Linked DNA regions of Rattus norvegicus: region 2 is linked to region 1. Evidence: chromatin contacts called from public Hi-C data. All regions are on one chromosome and are shown on one strand. Each heading gives the region's core, a stretch centred on a gene start, on an enhancer-like site or on the middle of the called end of the contact. The rest is flanking DNA. Distances are from core to core; before and after follow the strand shown.

Region 1 (7,623 bases), core at 2,751-5,250:
TTATCTTTTATTCACTTGATTTCCATTATGCAAATTAAAACACTGGCTACTAGTGGGGTACACCTAGATACTTCTATCAACCAACCCCTTGGAGAAAATCTATGACATTGTATGACTTGGCAGGTTATGTTTACTATTTTTCAAACAGATTTTATAAAAATCATCCCATGGTCCAAAGATGTTCTGGATCTCTCAGCACAGTGGCTAATATGGGCCACAGAAATTAATCTGAGCAAGCTGCAAAACAAGCAGGCCGCTTCTGGCTTTTTTTTTTTTTCCCAGAGTACAAGAATGAAAAAAAAGTTTCAACTACTGAGATTTTACTGAGAAGACAAAACCAAAAAATTTTTTAGAAAGTGATAGAAAAACAATAAAATTTCTGTAGCTCTCTGATTATCTATTTTTAAACTGGACATTAGTGTGGTCACAGGTGATCATTTCAAGGAGGATAATCAGTGTGTTCAAAACATTTGAAACAGCCTAGACCAAATGACCCATGACATTCTTACAGATACAATTCTGTCCCCCGAGTGCTAATTTTAACCTAACATGCCTACTTACTTCTAATGCTGTTAACTGTTCCTTAGCAAACCCTGGGATGAGGCTCTCTGTCTCTGAGTCAATTGTCTCTGAATAATTACCCACTGGAGCAAAGATGGGGCGAAGCTGACACTTCAGGGTCTCCTAGGGACTGTACTGGAGTTGCTATGATCTCCATCCATTCTATCAAACAGACTTCAATCTTTTTAAGAACAGAAACAGTGAGCTAATTATGAATCTAACCATTTATTTTCCAATAATGCTCATTGTAGTAAAACTCAATGTAGCAATTAAATCTCTTCAACTAATTCTATCCATAAATTTCAGTGAAGACATTGCAAATACGTATGTGTACAGTTGTTTTAGAACCGAAAATGATGCATGTCTTTAAAACAGCTCTTCAAAACAGAACTGCATTCTAAGCCCTTGATCCATAGGGCACAAGGCCAGTTACTTAAAAGTCATTTAATAACTGACCTTTATAATAAATCATCATATAAAACCAAAGATGCAAAAGAAATTTTTAAAAAAGTGTACCCATCCCGAGATTGATTACAATAATTTGCATTTAGACCCTCTCCTCAGGCACCCCGTGAGCAAATCAAAGGTCTCTGGTTAGTATTGAGTCAGGAAATATATTTTCATGTTTCTCTTCGTTGCCTTAATTTCTCTTAAATAACTTTCTTTTACATTAACTTTCCAAAGCATCCAACACTTTCATGATCTGCTGTTTTATGGCTCTGGTAGCATCTCCTGCATTGGGAATCAAATACCTATGGAGGAAAGACAGACATATGTATTAATACAGCACGCTCCCTTCAGACCTCTGTTGAGATGTCACATAAAGGTAGCAAAGATGCCCTGCTATGTGCTCCATAAACTTCCCTCAGCAGATGATCAAACTGCTCCTTGAAAATCCAAAAGTCAAAGCCAGGGACTTCTCATGTTACACAGCTAAGATTCTCTGAACTACCTAAGTATCTAAGCATGTGTAATGTGCAAAGAAAACACAGGTAACCACTGTGCTTGCTGTCTAGTACAGATGTCATTTAAGCTGCTACAGTTAGGATTTGATGGCATCCAATTCCACAGACAATGACAGCTCCAGGACCTGCTAGTCTGACCTCAAGCAAAACATTAGGTTGTCTAAAACAGATTCAAACCATCTCTAGGGTGGGAAGTTTTGATGATAGAAAATAAAACACCAACTTAGCATTCTAAGACAAATTTATTTCCCCACAAATCAGCATTTAATATAGCATTTGTATAATTCTTTTTCTAAACAATGTTTTACTTGTGTATATGCATTGTGCACATGCACTGCATGTCTTTTTTTGTTTTGGTTTGATTTTGAGTTTTTTTGTGTAGCCCTGGCTGTCCTGGAACTCATTCTGTAGGACATGATGGTCTTGAACTCAGATCCACCTGCCCCTGCCTCCTTAGTGCTGGGATTAAAGAAGTGTGCCACCCCAACCAGCTTGTCTTGCCTGGCGGGGAGGGGGAGTATAGCATCTGTGAGCCACTGCACGTGGGTTCTAGATGCTGGGAACTGAGGTCTGGCCCTCATGACAGAGTCTCTAGACTGTTACGGTATTTCTTCTTGTTTGTTTCTATATTACACTTACTTAGTGGGGGTGCAGGGTACTTATGTCAGAGTGTTAAGTCGAGCTCAGGGACTCGACTCCTCAGGCTTGGCAACAAGTGCCTTTACCTGATAAGCCATCCCTCTTGATGTCTAGATTATTCTTAATGACTCTGAGGTGACGTCTGCCACAGTGTAACTGAAATCATGCACCAGTGTAGAAGCCACTTATGAGCACTCTAGGAAGATTACAGATGAGGTGTTCCCAGAGCGGAGCACCTCAGTCAATACCCACTCAGAAAAATCAAGAAGGAGCCTGCACTTAATGGGTTGCATTGATTCAGATAATAATAATAATAATAATAATAATAATAATAATAATAATAATAATAATAATAAAATCTTACCTTTCGATAGCCAAGATTTCTATCCCGGAAGCACTGCTGTTTCCATACTTGAAGGTAATTAGCTCAGGATGTTTTTTTTTGGACGTAATTTTAACTACAGAATTTAGTGCTTGTCGAGACTGGATATAAGCCAGTCCTTTCCTCGAAAGAATCTCCCTTAAGCAGTACATATGTGTGGCCGTAACCAACAGATGACTTGAAAAAAAAGGAAGCTTAAATGAATAGGGTTCCAACAGACATAGTTCAACAGCTCCAACTGTAAACAAATTCAGCTTTAAAGAATTATTTTGAGTTACCTATGAATATATTTGATGAACAAGCTATATATTTTTATTTAATTTTATGTAAAATAGCTTTAATTAACAGATAATACCACATTACTTAAGAGTAAAGGTATGTTTAATAGTGAAAAGTTGAGTATAATATATAATGTTTAAGTTTTAATGGACTGTCCTGCCATTCTCAGAATTTTTAACAGATTATATGTATCCAAAACTACTCTCCGTCTAAGCCCACTTGGCAACTGTTGGGTTTCCTTACATATTTTGTAATATTCTGCAACTAAATCTTGAAGGCAAAATGGGCACAGATTAAAAGCAATTAAAAGAGAAAACCTCAAAACTCTCAGAATTTAGCTGTCTTCCAGCATAACAAACAGGAGGCAAACTGCTGAACAGGCCTAGAACGTGAACCATTTTGCTCCCTGGCCTAGCTTTGTGAGGAGAACAGGTATGTAAGAGAAAGGGCGAGGCCCACGAGACACTGCGCGACAAGAGGCAGGCAGTAGCAGGCAGTGCAGGACGGACCCAGAAGAGAAGGGAAACTGGCAAGGCTGACTCGGGAACACTGGAAACACTGGGGATGACCTAGGGCAGCATTAACTCAGTAACCTTCATTCTGGTGAACGATGGCACTGGAGTTACAACAGAAACTGCCCATATCCTTGGGACATACTGCCCATATCCTTGGGACATGCGTGCTGAGCACTTAGGGTGAGGTGGCCTGAACAGCCTGACTGTGCCACACTTACTGTGGGGACTGTGAAGAGCTGCCAAGCCAACGTGTCCAGGAGAGGGGCATCAGAGCCTGTCTCAGAATCTCCAAAATACTAAGTGCCTAAGACCTTTAAAAACAGACACTTAATGCGGGTTGACAGTGAGAAATTAGGCCTTTAGCACTTGAATAAAGGTCCCTGGCAATTTACTTTTATATTAGCCTTTCCTAATTCGAGTTACTTGCAAAAAGATTTTCAAAAGTACCTGGGAAACATATGCCCGCTTTCTTTTACTTCTTTACAAGGAAAATGGTGCTTGATGTCTGGCTTGTTGATCCAGGTCTGGATGTTTACGACTTCCTTTCTATCATCATCTGACATGGAAGAGCTGTCGATCTCATCTGAGGTCAGAGAAGTGTTAAAGGGCGTCAGCACCATGGACACAGGGCACCAAGGGAACCGCATAAGAAGCACTTTGAACCCTATTGGCTCTGTTACAGGGTCATTGGGAAACAACCCCTTAGTCCAGTCAAACTACTGGGAGTACATTTTGCAGGGTTTTGATAAAAGATGAGCAACTATGGTCTGACGCATCAGTGAGAAGCAGCTGTCTTGGGGCAGGGGAGGAAGTCTCTGACTTGTAGATAGAAAATAACACTAAGTTCGGTCTCCATACATCAGAAAATGTTTTTCAATGGAAATAAACATTCTAATTTTGTTTTCCTAAATTAAGAATTGCAGTGCCTCGGGTTAAGAATTCCCCCTTTGTCTTCGTGTGTGTTCCTAGAGTGCAAGTGTGGGCATATGCCTGTGGGGGCCAGAGGACAGCTGCTGCTATCACTCCTCAGAAGCCAACCGCTCTTTATAGTTTTGAATTTTTATATTTCTGTATTTTTATTTATGTGAGCGTGTGTGTCAGTCTATATCATGCGTGGGACAGAAGAGAACACTAGATTCCCTAGAGGGCTCCCTGCCATGATGCTGGAAGCAAGTTCAGGTCCTCTGGAGAAGTGAGTGTTCCTAACTGCTGAGCCATCTCTCAGCCTTACTTAACGCGCGTGCGCGCGCGCGCGCGTGTGTGTGTGTGTGTGTGTGTGTGTGTGTGCGCGCATGCGCACATGTGTGGGTGTGAGGTATGGAGGCAGAGGTTCTCTTATAAGAATCAGATCTACCTGCACATGATGTGTGTCCTGAACTCAAGTTACCATGCTTGCTTGGCAGCAAGCCCCTCACCTACTGAACCATCTGACCAGCTTGCTCCCTTTCCCCCTCCCTGCTCCCCTCCTCACCCCTTCCACCCCTCCCCGCCCCTCCCCTGCCCCTCTTTTTTTTTTTTTTTTGAGACATCCACCTTTGTTTTGAGACAGTGTTTGTCACTGCCCTGGAGCTCATAGGCTCACTAGGCTGGCTGGGTGTGAACAAACCCCGGGGATCCACTCATCTCTTCATCCTGGTGGGTGGTATTGCCAGCATGGGCCCCTCTGCTAACTAGTTTCATGACAACTTAACAAAGTAATTATGAAAGAAAACCTCAGTTGAAAAAATGCCCCATTAGATTGGCCTGAGGGAGCCTGTGCGTGTTTTATTATTGATGATTGATACGGGCAGACCAGATTACTCTATGTGGTGCCACCCATGGCTGGTAGTTCTTAGTGCTGTGAGAAAGTAGGCTGAGCAAGGCAGTAAGTAGCCCTCCCTCCACGATCTGGCTTTGTTTCTGTCCTCAGAGATGGAGTATGACCGCAGAACTGGAGGGTGAAATAAACCCTTTTTTCTCTAAGTTGTTTTGGTCATAGTGTTTTATCCCAGCAATTGAAAACCTAAGTTTGTCAGCCACCATAGTTAACTGTTTTTGTTTTCTTGGTGAGACGGTTTCTCTGTGTAGCCCTGGGTGCCCTGGGACTCACTCTATAAACCAGACTGGTCTCGAACAGACAGCCTCTGCCTCTGCCTCTGAAGTGCTGGGATTAAAGGCGAGTGCCACCCCCGCCTTCTTCCAGAAGTAGAAGAGAGGACTGGACTCAGGTTCGCACTTTATTGAGTGGGCTATCTCCCGGCACCTTTGCTTTCAGTGACTTGTTCACGATAGAGACAACACTAAAGAAAATGTCAGGCGTCAACCCTCCAGCCCTCAGGTTGTTATTCCCTCCTCTGGGCACCTTCTCTTTGCCAATAGGGACTTCCCGTGTGAACAGTCCTACAGGGGTCCTTCCTGTAATCAATGTGCTCATCTTCAGAATGCAGAAGCATCTGCATCTATCTGAGAGAGGCAGTGAAGTACAACACAGTCTTCTGGGACTGCTACCCGTCTCCCAACACTGTAGCAGTCATGCATGCTGACGCATACAGTTCCAGTGTCCCCCTTTTGCTATGTCCAACTTTCCATCTCATACGTAGGCATGTTTGTCGGGAAGTGTCAAATAGACCACAGTGGGCTCATCCACTGTCCACTCATTCTCTCCCTTTTGCTCAAGAAGGAAGTTAAAATAATCAGGAGGACAAAGAAGTACATAGCACCAGGAAGACGGCAACAGAGATGACAAAGGAAAAAGAAACAGCTAGAAATATCATATTTACTTCACTGCAAATGTTTTAGCAGTCAAATTTGTAATGTTATTGAAACATCAACTGCTTTTCTTGAGCAATCTTACTGCTAAGGGCTAACTCTATGGACAGACTTTCAAAGTTCTTCGTGATGGATGTATAAAACTGGAGCCGCCCAAAACTTAAGCAGAAGACTCCAGAGTTGAATCCTCAGACTGGGCAAATGGGAATATCCACAGCAGACAGGGCACACTGGGCTGACAGGGGGCTGGGATGGAGCACTGACAGCACTGGCTGCTCTTGCAGAGGACGGGGTTCAGTTCCCAGCACCCATGTGGCAGCTCCCAGCCGTCTGTCACTCCTGTTCCTGGGGATCTTTGCAGACACGCATTGAGGCAGAGAACCAATGCACATAACATAAAAGTAACTACATCAATTTTAAAAAATAAGAGAGTAAACAGATGTATGGGTATTGCTGAGTGGGAAGGACGGTGACATTCACATTTATAATCTTCTCACTTTTACTAACATAACTTTTTTTTACTAACATGACCTTTTCCAACTTAATATGCATATAAACTATGACTACTTACATTATTTAGGCTGTGGAATTATAAATTAAAATTATAAATTGATTTTGATTTAACATAAAGGCAATCCTAGGGAAAGTTAATCTATAGTGCCATCTGGTGGCCTTTTAGGACCTTAGCACCTTCTCACAGACCCACAACTCTCAGGCAGCAGGTGGGTGAGTGTTCAAAGGGATTAAAATATGATCACATGGGCTTAAATACAACTTCCACAAACTGCTTGCTCCTCAGCTGATGACTGTTGGTCGAGGCCTATGCAAAATTTCTGTGCAGATTTCTAGAGGGCACCATTCATGAATTCTAAAACCAAAGCATTACTATAAGCCCCTCTGAGGTTCAAATGGCTCTTTCACTGGGTTCCCTAAGACCACTGGAAAACACAGAGAGTTACATTACAATTCATTACAGTAGCAAAATTACAGGTGAAGTAGCAAGAGAAATAATGTTGGGGATCACCACAGCATGAAGGGCTGTCAAAGCTTTAGCAAGAGTGAGAACAACTGCCATAGACAATTCCTGCTGTGGAAGTTTGTCCCGGGAAGCATTTGCTTGCTAGTCCCAGGATGACCAGCCCTGAGGGCTGAACAAGAGAGAGTGTATTATTACTCAACCTGTGTCGTATTCCTCTTCATCGCCAATGCTGAACACAGGCTTCACTCCACGGTAAGGCTTGCCCACTCTGTCACTGCTGCTCACATGCCTGTATTAAAACAAGTTTAGGAAGAAGTAATCAGAGATTTTTAACTCAGCATCATCTGTCTGTTCGAACACAATGTAAATGTTCTCTGCCCGTCACAGAGCACCCACAGCTTTAGGACAATACATTAAGAAAACTGCAAGGAGATAAATTCTGTAAGCAAAGAGGCATGTGCCATCGCATCCAGCCACGGTAAACAGCTTCAGCGCTCCTAGTTAAGCCAGGGGTTAGGTGCTTCTGGGCCTTCGGAAGTTAGCCCTCTGCTGTTT
Region 2 (7,623 bases), core at 3,133-5,632, 470 kb before region 1:
AGCTGAGACAGAGAAAAGACACAATAAGGAGTAAAGACATAAATGAAGCTGGTGATGTAGGATGCTTAGGGTTTGGAATTTGACTTCATAAGATCATTCCCAGAGCCCTTTCCACTCAAAAACAATTGGCTTGGATAAAAGTTGACCAAACCATTGCTGCAATGCCACCTGCCCAAGCCTCATGGCCCACAATATTCAGCATAACTTAAATACTTAGTGTCAGGTGTAACAACTTAGTTATCAGTAAAATTGTTTTCTGATAATCGAACGCTTGGGAGTGTTAGAGACATAGTCCTTTTATTCCTATGAGTGATTTTTCTATAAACTTTACAGTCAGAAATGCATATTCTTTGACTTCTGTCTTTAATTACCTTGTTACTTAAAACCTACTTTTCAAAGGACCTTTGGTAATTGGGACGAGTTTTGAAAGAAGGTATTTGTAAAACACAAAGGAGACAAGTGTGCTGATATAATTCATTTTGAAAGGCTTACAGCCCTGCTGACCAAAACAAGAACTCCACTGATGACACGTGTTGAGTATAACTTCCTTTTCTTTATGTTTGATAATTTAGAAGGCCATAATATTAGACCTGCAAACCTGGATTAAGGCCTTTGAGCAACCCAGGGACCAACCTTTGAGTATGCTTGTCACAACATGCAAAGCTTGAAAGATGTATTTTCAGGGCAAGTGTATAGGAAAACTGTTTATTTGTGGTAGAACAGGTATGGCACAGTTTAATAAATTTGTTAATCTGTACATATGAAAGTTAAAGAGGCTTTTTTATTCCAAGACATGCCGGGATATCCGATGTAATAATAACCATCATATCAATCCCAGAGGATATTTAGACAAGGAGTTTAACTTCTTTGAGCATCTCCCCAAGAAGGGTTCTCTGTTCAGTGGTCCTAACACCACCCAAATCATAGGATTAGGAATAGGATTCGGGATGTTCCTCCCATTTCAGAGCTTTGGGAACCAAACCTAAGGCCCTGCAGATGCTTATGAAACACTACCAATAGGCTACAATCCCAAACATCTCTTATGACTTAAAATCTTGGGTTTTCAGTCCCCAGAGGGACATGCATGCTATGTACTCACTTATAAGTGGACATTAGCCATAAAATACAGGATACCCATGCAACACTCCACAGGCCTAAAGAAGCTAAACAAGAAGGAAGGAGCAAGCAAGGATGCTTGAATCTCACTTAGAAGGGGAATAAAGTAGTCATAAGAGGCAGATGGGAGGAGGGAACTGGGAGGGAATGGGGATGGGGAGGGTTCATGATCAGGTGTGGGGAGGGACAGGAGATTGACAGGTGCAGAGAGCTGGGGGGATCTCCAGGATGTGGCAGAAACCTGGGATGAGGGAGGCACCCAAGAATCAATGGAGTGACCTTAGCTGTCATATCACTGGGGCTATGGAATCGGAAGAAGTCACCTTCTGTAACCAGGCAGAAAAACCCCACTGGAGTGCCCACAAAACTTCCCACCCAAAATTTATCCTGTCTATAAGAAATGCATGAATGGGGGATGGAACAGAGACTGAGGAAATCACCATCCAGTAACTGGCCCAACTTGAGACCCATCCCATGGGAAAGCACCAATCCCTGACACTATTAATGATGCTCTGTTATGCTTGCAGACAGGAGCCTAGCATGACTGTTCTCTGAGAGACTCTACCCAGCAGCTGACTCAGACAGATGCAGACACCCATAGCCAAGCAGTGGATGCAGTTTGGTGACACCTATAGAATAGGGGAAAGGGTTGTGGGACTGAACTGGATAGGAAGGGTTGTTCTTCATGTAGGTCCCAAACAACTGGAGCAGGGGCTATTCCAAAAGCTGTTGCCTACCCTTGAGATATGTTCTTCCAGTTGGGCTGCCTTGTCTGGCCACAGCGGGAGAGGATGTGTCTAGCCTCTGATGTATCAGGGTGGGAGAATATTCAGGGGGCCCCCACCCACTCAGAGGAGAAGGGGAGTGGGGATAGGAGGAAGAATTGTGGGAGGGAATGACCAGGAGGTGGGCAATGAGAGGTATGTCTAGTGAATAAAACAAATCTTATGTTTTACCTCACTATTAGCATTTCTGGTTTTATTGAAGATCTGTCCAACCACTGTAGTAGCAGAAGTGATGTTCTCAGCTGTCAGTTTACTGGCATCTGTTGTTAAAACCTGAGCATCTGAAGAAATATTCTGAGAGTTGTTCGAGATGTCGTTTATCTGTTTAAAAGTAGTTTTGTTTGGGGAGAGGGCAGGAAAAAAAAAGTAGTTTTGTTTGTTTCAAAAGGTCTAGTTTATACAAGTATTCCTAAACATTTTGCAAATGACTGCAGTTGAATGAGCTGTTTAACCGAGCCTTTGTTTGTCCCTTTCTTTGTGTAAGGGATACAGTTTACAAAGCCCAGGCAATTTCCTCATTCTCTACTATCTGCTTGCATTATATTAAGAGTGAGGAAGTGCTGTAATCATGTCTTCACGGAGCTGGGGTTAAAATGTGGGGATGGAATGAACTTAGCTTTACACTTAGCTTTACACTAGATGGCACCATAACGTCAAAAACCAAACTTGTACTCAACTTGTACCGAGGCAGTAGAAAAAAAAATTTAAATTCAACAGCCAAGTCTGTGCTGCGCGCACTGGTGTTTTAAGGTGTGATGTTACATAATTTATAATAGGAAATGGTTCTGTAAGCTGAGCTCCCTCATATCACTTAAAGACTTAGAGAACTTTAGAAGCTTCTTCTAAGTTTACACAGCTTCAAAACCACAGAGAGTCTACTTGTCAGACTCCAGAATCTGCACTATTTCTTTCAGCATGTGTGATTGACAGCTACCTGCACATCCTATTTCCCATTCCCAACCCACCCACATCCTGGCCATCTGTGATAAGGGAGTTGCTGTGGTTCGTTCTAGATTTTAAACTTAGCAGTAGCTGTGTGTCTGCTTGGTGATGGTCCCTAGCAAAAGCGTCTCACTGAAGAGTTCTACTTTTTCTCACCTATAATAATTTTATCTGTAATGTTTGTTTAAAACTTAAACATGATTTCAAAAACTTAGCAGTGTACTCAAAATGTCTTAAATGGTACAGGCAAATCTCCAATTGGTTTACATTTCGTTTATTTATTTATTGGCTTTGGTGTAGCAATTCAAAAGTGATTTACTCAGTACTAACCACACATTGAACTTTTATTTGGCCTTTTCCTCCTATATGCTAGCAACGTGGAGATGGGATACACTTTCATAATTCTGGACAGCAGTAAGCCATGGTTTCTAGTCATTTACAAGATGATGAAAATAACAACTGACCACTTTATAGAGTGTGCTGCGTTGGTTAACCCTGGTGCTGAGTAGATTAGGTGAATTAAATACATTTTAAATTTACAGTGGGCTTATCAGGTCTTAATCACATTTTATGATCCAGGATCATCTGGATTTGGTAGCTGTAAATGATCATTGTTGGCATTAGCTGCAATTACCTTTAGTATGGAAATGGTATCCAATTTGATAAAGAAGAAATAAGATAGATATAAAATACCTGAACAAAGACATCCCTACATCAAAGTTTTCAGCTTCTTCCTCTTCTTGCATGAGCATACAAGTTAGCACTTCCATGCGTGCTCTATTGTCTATCCCTCAGTCCATATAAATTAGGATGAATGGAAACATATCTAGTCATCAATCGTTATTTTGCTAGCTCATGGATATAGCCCCGAGACTAAAGACAGTCTGAAGTTGTCTGTGACTATGGGTCATTGTTCTGTTTTGTTTTTTGTTTTTGTTTTTTGTTTTTTTTTCATTCCTTTTGATGGAGTAGATCATCTTTGGTTTATGAAGCCAGGATTCTATGTTCAGTCAAAGCTTGATCAGTCTATAAATATAAGGCCATTTACAATATTTTCTAGGCTACCACTTGCTGAAATAAAATGTCAACGTTAAACAGGGGCAACTTTAACCAAATAAGAATGGTTTCACTTACTGGTTTTGTGATCTGTAATTTGAGAGTTTTAAGAGCATTGATTTGTCCATCAGGTATGTGAAGACCAAAGAATTGGCCTAGACTCAGAATGTATCCCAGTTGCCCAGTGGGTGGGCTAGAAGGCTTACCTGCTTCTCCAGAATCTCTAGATTTTTATCACAGTTTCCTATTGTAACATTTAGTGCTTCTATCACTCCATACTCAGAAACACCACACAGCCGAGTTGCTTGAGGCTGGCCCGCTTCAATAAAAGAGGAAAAGAAGAAATGAGCACAATGCCAGATGTGGAACTCACTGCATGCATACTTCATGCCACTGCGATTCTGCGGAGCCTGGCATGGATTCACTCTTGAATCTGGGCTGACCTGTGACTGACCTTGGTCAGTGGAGTGTGGTGCCAATACGTGACTCCCAGCACCTGGGCCTCAAACATTCTTTCAGTTTCGGTCTCCACCGTGTTAGGATGTTAGAGTGCTTTCTTGAAGTAATATATGAGGAAGTGAGTTTAATGATTGGAAGACAGACTATGTACTACTGGATTGAGGTGCTGTAGCTAATGGCCAGCGTACATGTTCCCCAAATGAACATTCTGGCTGCCACAACCAACTCATAGAATGGGGAGATACCTAAAGCATTGTTGTTTTAGGATAAACATTTGGAGTTATTTTAATACCTTGTTGTAGAAAAGTCAACCAGTTGCCAAAGTATTCTGCACAAATTGTCTTGATTTTTAAAATGGGAGCTTCTGGCATGACCAGTCTGGTTGCTATTACTCTTCTCTTTGTCTCAAGAAAGATTTACTTTCTAGCACAGGAATGAAATGACTTTGAACCGGACTCAATGAAGGTATACTAGGCTAAGACCAGAACCGATATGAAAATTTCTTACTGGCTATTAAGATATATGTCAATCCTTTATCTCTGCAAATCTGGGTGACTCCCCAAAGACAGAATTACAGAGTATTGCAGCAAATGCTAGATGTTCTATTGGCTCTCAGTAAAGCATTTCCTGGGGCGGGTTTGTTTCCTCAGATTACCTGAACTTTCCACCTCATTCTCATCCAATTAGTACTGATTCATAATATGTATAGGTAAAATCACAATTAAAGGGTGGCTAATCACTCAGGAAATGTTTTCTCAGGATCAATATAAAGATATATATAGATATAGATATAGATATAGATACAGATAGATATAGATATAGATATCTATCTTTAAAATGACATGGACTCAATCTGAAATTCAACGGTACATATAATAAACATTTTCATAATAGCTACTCAAGAGTCAGATAACTGTCAAACAAAAGGTGATACCGAGACTGTCTTAGCACCTCCAAAGTGTTAGATCAAACAGCTGTGCTGACGATCATGGACATATTTCTGATACTTAATTTTCCAACTCATAGCATGCAGTTATGATTTGTAAGTTGTATCTGGTTTATAAAACATAAAAATGTAAGGTATATACATATAGAAACTGAAGCTAACAGTTATCCATAGGCGTACTGTAGAGTATAATGTTGTCTATAAAACATGCATAGTAAAAAAATATATTGACATGTTCCTTTAGCTTTCTGAGCTATTAAGAGGCCTGTGCTGTCTAGTTTTGTGCCAAGTTGACACAAACTATAGTCATCTGAGAGATGGGAACTTCATTGAGAAAATGGTCCCATGAGATCTGGCTGCAGATCTGCACTGTTCTTGTGGTAAAACAGATCCCAGGGGAAACACATACCATTTACAGTGTTTGGTCCACATATTTGAAAAGAAGGTCCATATCTGCCCACTGGGATTTTGCCGAAGGTGAAGTTCATGAAGGTACTATTTTCACAGAAATTAGCTGTAATGAAAACACATTTCTCTCGTTATTAACTATATTTTCTATTTTTGAAATTTGAAAATGGGTGAAAGATGAAGTTCAGAACCTTTGAGTTGTGGTTTGCCCTGAAGTTACTGTGTTTTGATGCTAATTCCGCTGCCTCAAGGACAGCTGCCTAGTCGTGTACTCAGGACTCGGGTGACTTCACCAGAACCAACTCTCCATTGAATTTGTAAGGTACAGGTGAGGGGCAGGTACAGGATAGAAGGAGGCCTGCCATTGGAGGAGAAGGAAGGATGGGCGGGAGAGAAGTTTGAAGGAAGAGGAGGAGACTAGGACAGAGACAGGAAAGACAGAGAGAGGGGAGAAGCCGTGGCAGGACAAGATGGCAGGTGATGCTAAGATTCTGCTCTGTGTATTTACAGGTTGTTATTAATGTTCTCAAGGGATGGATAGTACCGGGCTTTGTATGTTTAAGTGAGCAATTATATCTTACCAATTGGATCTAAGATTATTGTGTTGTGTGTTCTTTTATGTGAGGGTTTGAGTGTAGGAAAGTGTGCGGCTGGGATGTGTTTCTGCATATTGTGTCTATAGTCTTTAGCTAAAGCTTCTAGATTATTTTTTTGCTGCTGTTGTTACTAGCAAAAGGCTCACCAATATGTCATCATAGTATTAGTCAAGTAACTTACCGATTGTACATCTGAGTCCTCTCCACTCTTCAGTACAAATGCATCTGCCATTTTGCCAGGTTCCACCATTCCTGCAGAACTGTACAGGAGTGCTTGACACAGAAACAGATGACCCTGAAGATCCAGTAAACAACAGAATAATATGGGAACTTGCCAGTTAACTTTTTTTCCAAGTCTGTAGCCCTTTAATTTCTATATGCAAAACCAAATTGCATAATAATCCATTTTAATATCCTTATCAATATATAGTATTATGGATATTAGAAAGGTATTTAAAAGACATAGCTTACAATGGGAATCTTCTAAGAGCAGATAGATGATAAATAGATAGATAATAGACAGACAGATTGACTAAATTAGCATGCAGACTTTCAAATACTGCTTAGATACTATGATGGTTGTTTTTATGTCAACTTAATACAGGCTAGAGTCATTTAAGAGGAAGGAGCACCGGATGTCTAAATGCCTCCATAACATTGGACTGTAGGCTAGCATTTAAAGCATTTTCTTAATTAATGAGTGATGAGGAAGAGTTCAGCCCATTGTGGGTGGTACCATTCCTGGGTTAATGGTCCCAAGTTTGATAAGGAATGAGGCCGAGTAAGCTATGGGGAGCAGGCTAGTAAGTAGCCCTCCTCTCTGGCTTCTGCATTGGGCCCTGTCTTCAAGTTCTTGTCCTGACTGAAATCCTGCTTTTGATGATGAACTGTTATATGGATCTGTGAGAGAAACAAACCTTTTCTCTCCAAATTGCTTTTGGTCATGGAATTTGGTTACAGTAATAGAAAGCACCAAGACAAATTCAAAGGAAATAATAAGGAAAGAGGTCCCAACACCAAAGCAGACTTTCCTAAGGAGGCAGTATTTGAATTAGACTGTATAATTAAATCAAGTAAACTCAGATAAAAATTAGTGGCCTAAATTGGAAGCACAGAAAGAGTAGCATCAAAGGGGGTGGGGTGTTCAATAGGTAAAGTGCTTCCTGTGTAAGCCTGAGTTCAATCCTTGTGGAAAAACCAGACATGATGGTACCCACTTCCAGTGGCAGGTAGATGTCTGCACCTCACTGGTCAAATGAATTGATCAAGGAGCCCCAGGTCAATATGAAAGCCCATCTGAAAACATCCCTTCAGT

The links. A called contact is a pair of places that touch in the nucleus more often than the background predicts.
Region 2: a contact with region 1 is called in a Hi-C map of liver, with 5 times the contacts expected there. The contact joins two enhancer-like sites. A contact is called at or near these places in 7 of 12 Hi-C or Micro-C datasets (the A7r5 cell line, Schwann cells, frontal cortex and 3 more).

The regions. Positions count from the first base shown.
Region 1 is chr11:56,822,713-56,830,335 of GRCr8, reverse strand. It overlaps Tbc1d23 (TBC1 domain family, member 23), which reads right to left. Exons shown (of 19, transcript NM_001371895.1): 16 at 7,269-7,357; 17 at 3,789-3,924; 18 at 2,530-2,724; 19 at 1-1,313. The coding sequence ends at 1,232. Among named protein-coding and RNA genes, the nearest start is that of Nit2, 6.6 kb to the left of the region's middle. Within about 2 kb of position 4,000, at least 2 of the 93 cell types and tissues checked have an H3K27ac peak or open chromatin away from gene starts, as enhancers often do. A contact at or near this core is called in liver, where this site is marked.
Region 2 is chr11:57,297,085-57,304,707 of GRCr8, reverse strand. Adgrg7 (adhesion G protein-coupled receptor G7) reads right to left here. Exons shown (of 16, transcript NM_001107098.1): 2 at 6,490-6,603; 3 at 5,714-5,818; 4 at 4,106-4,218; 5 at 2,073-2,222. Among named protein-coding and RNA genes, the nearest start is that of Adgrg7, 18 kb to the right of the region's middle. Within about 2 kb of position 4,382, at least 2 of the 93 cell types and tissues checked have an H3K27ac peak or open chromatin away from gene starts, as enhancers often do. A contact at or near this core is called in liver, where this site is marked.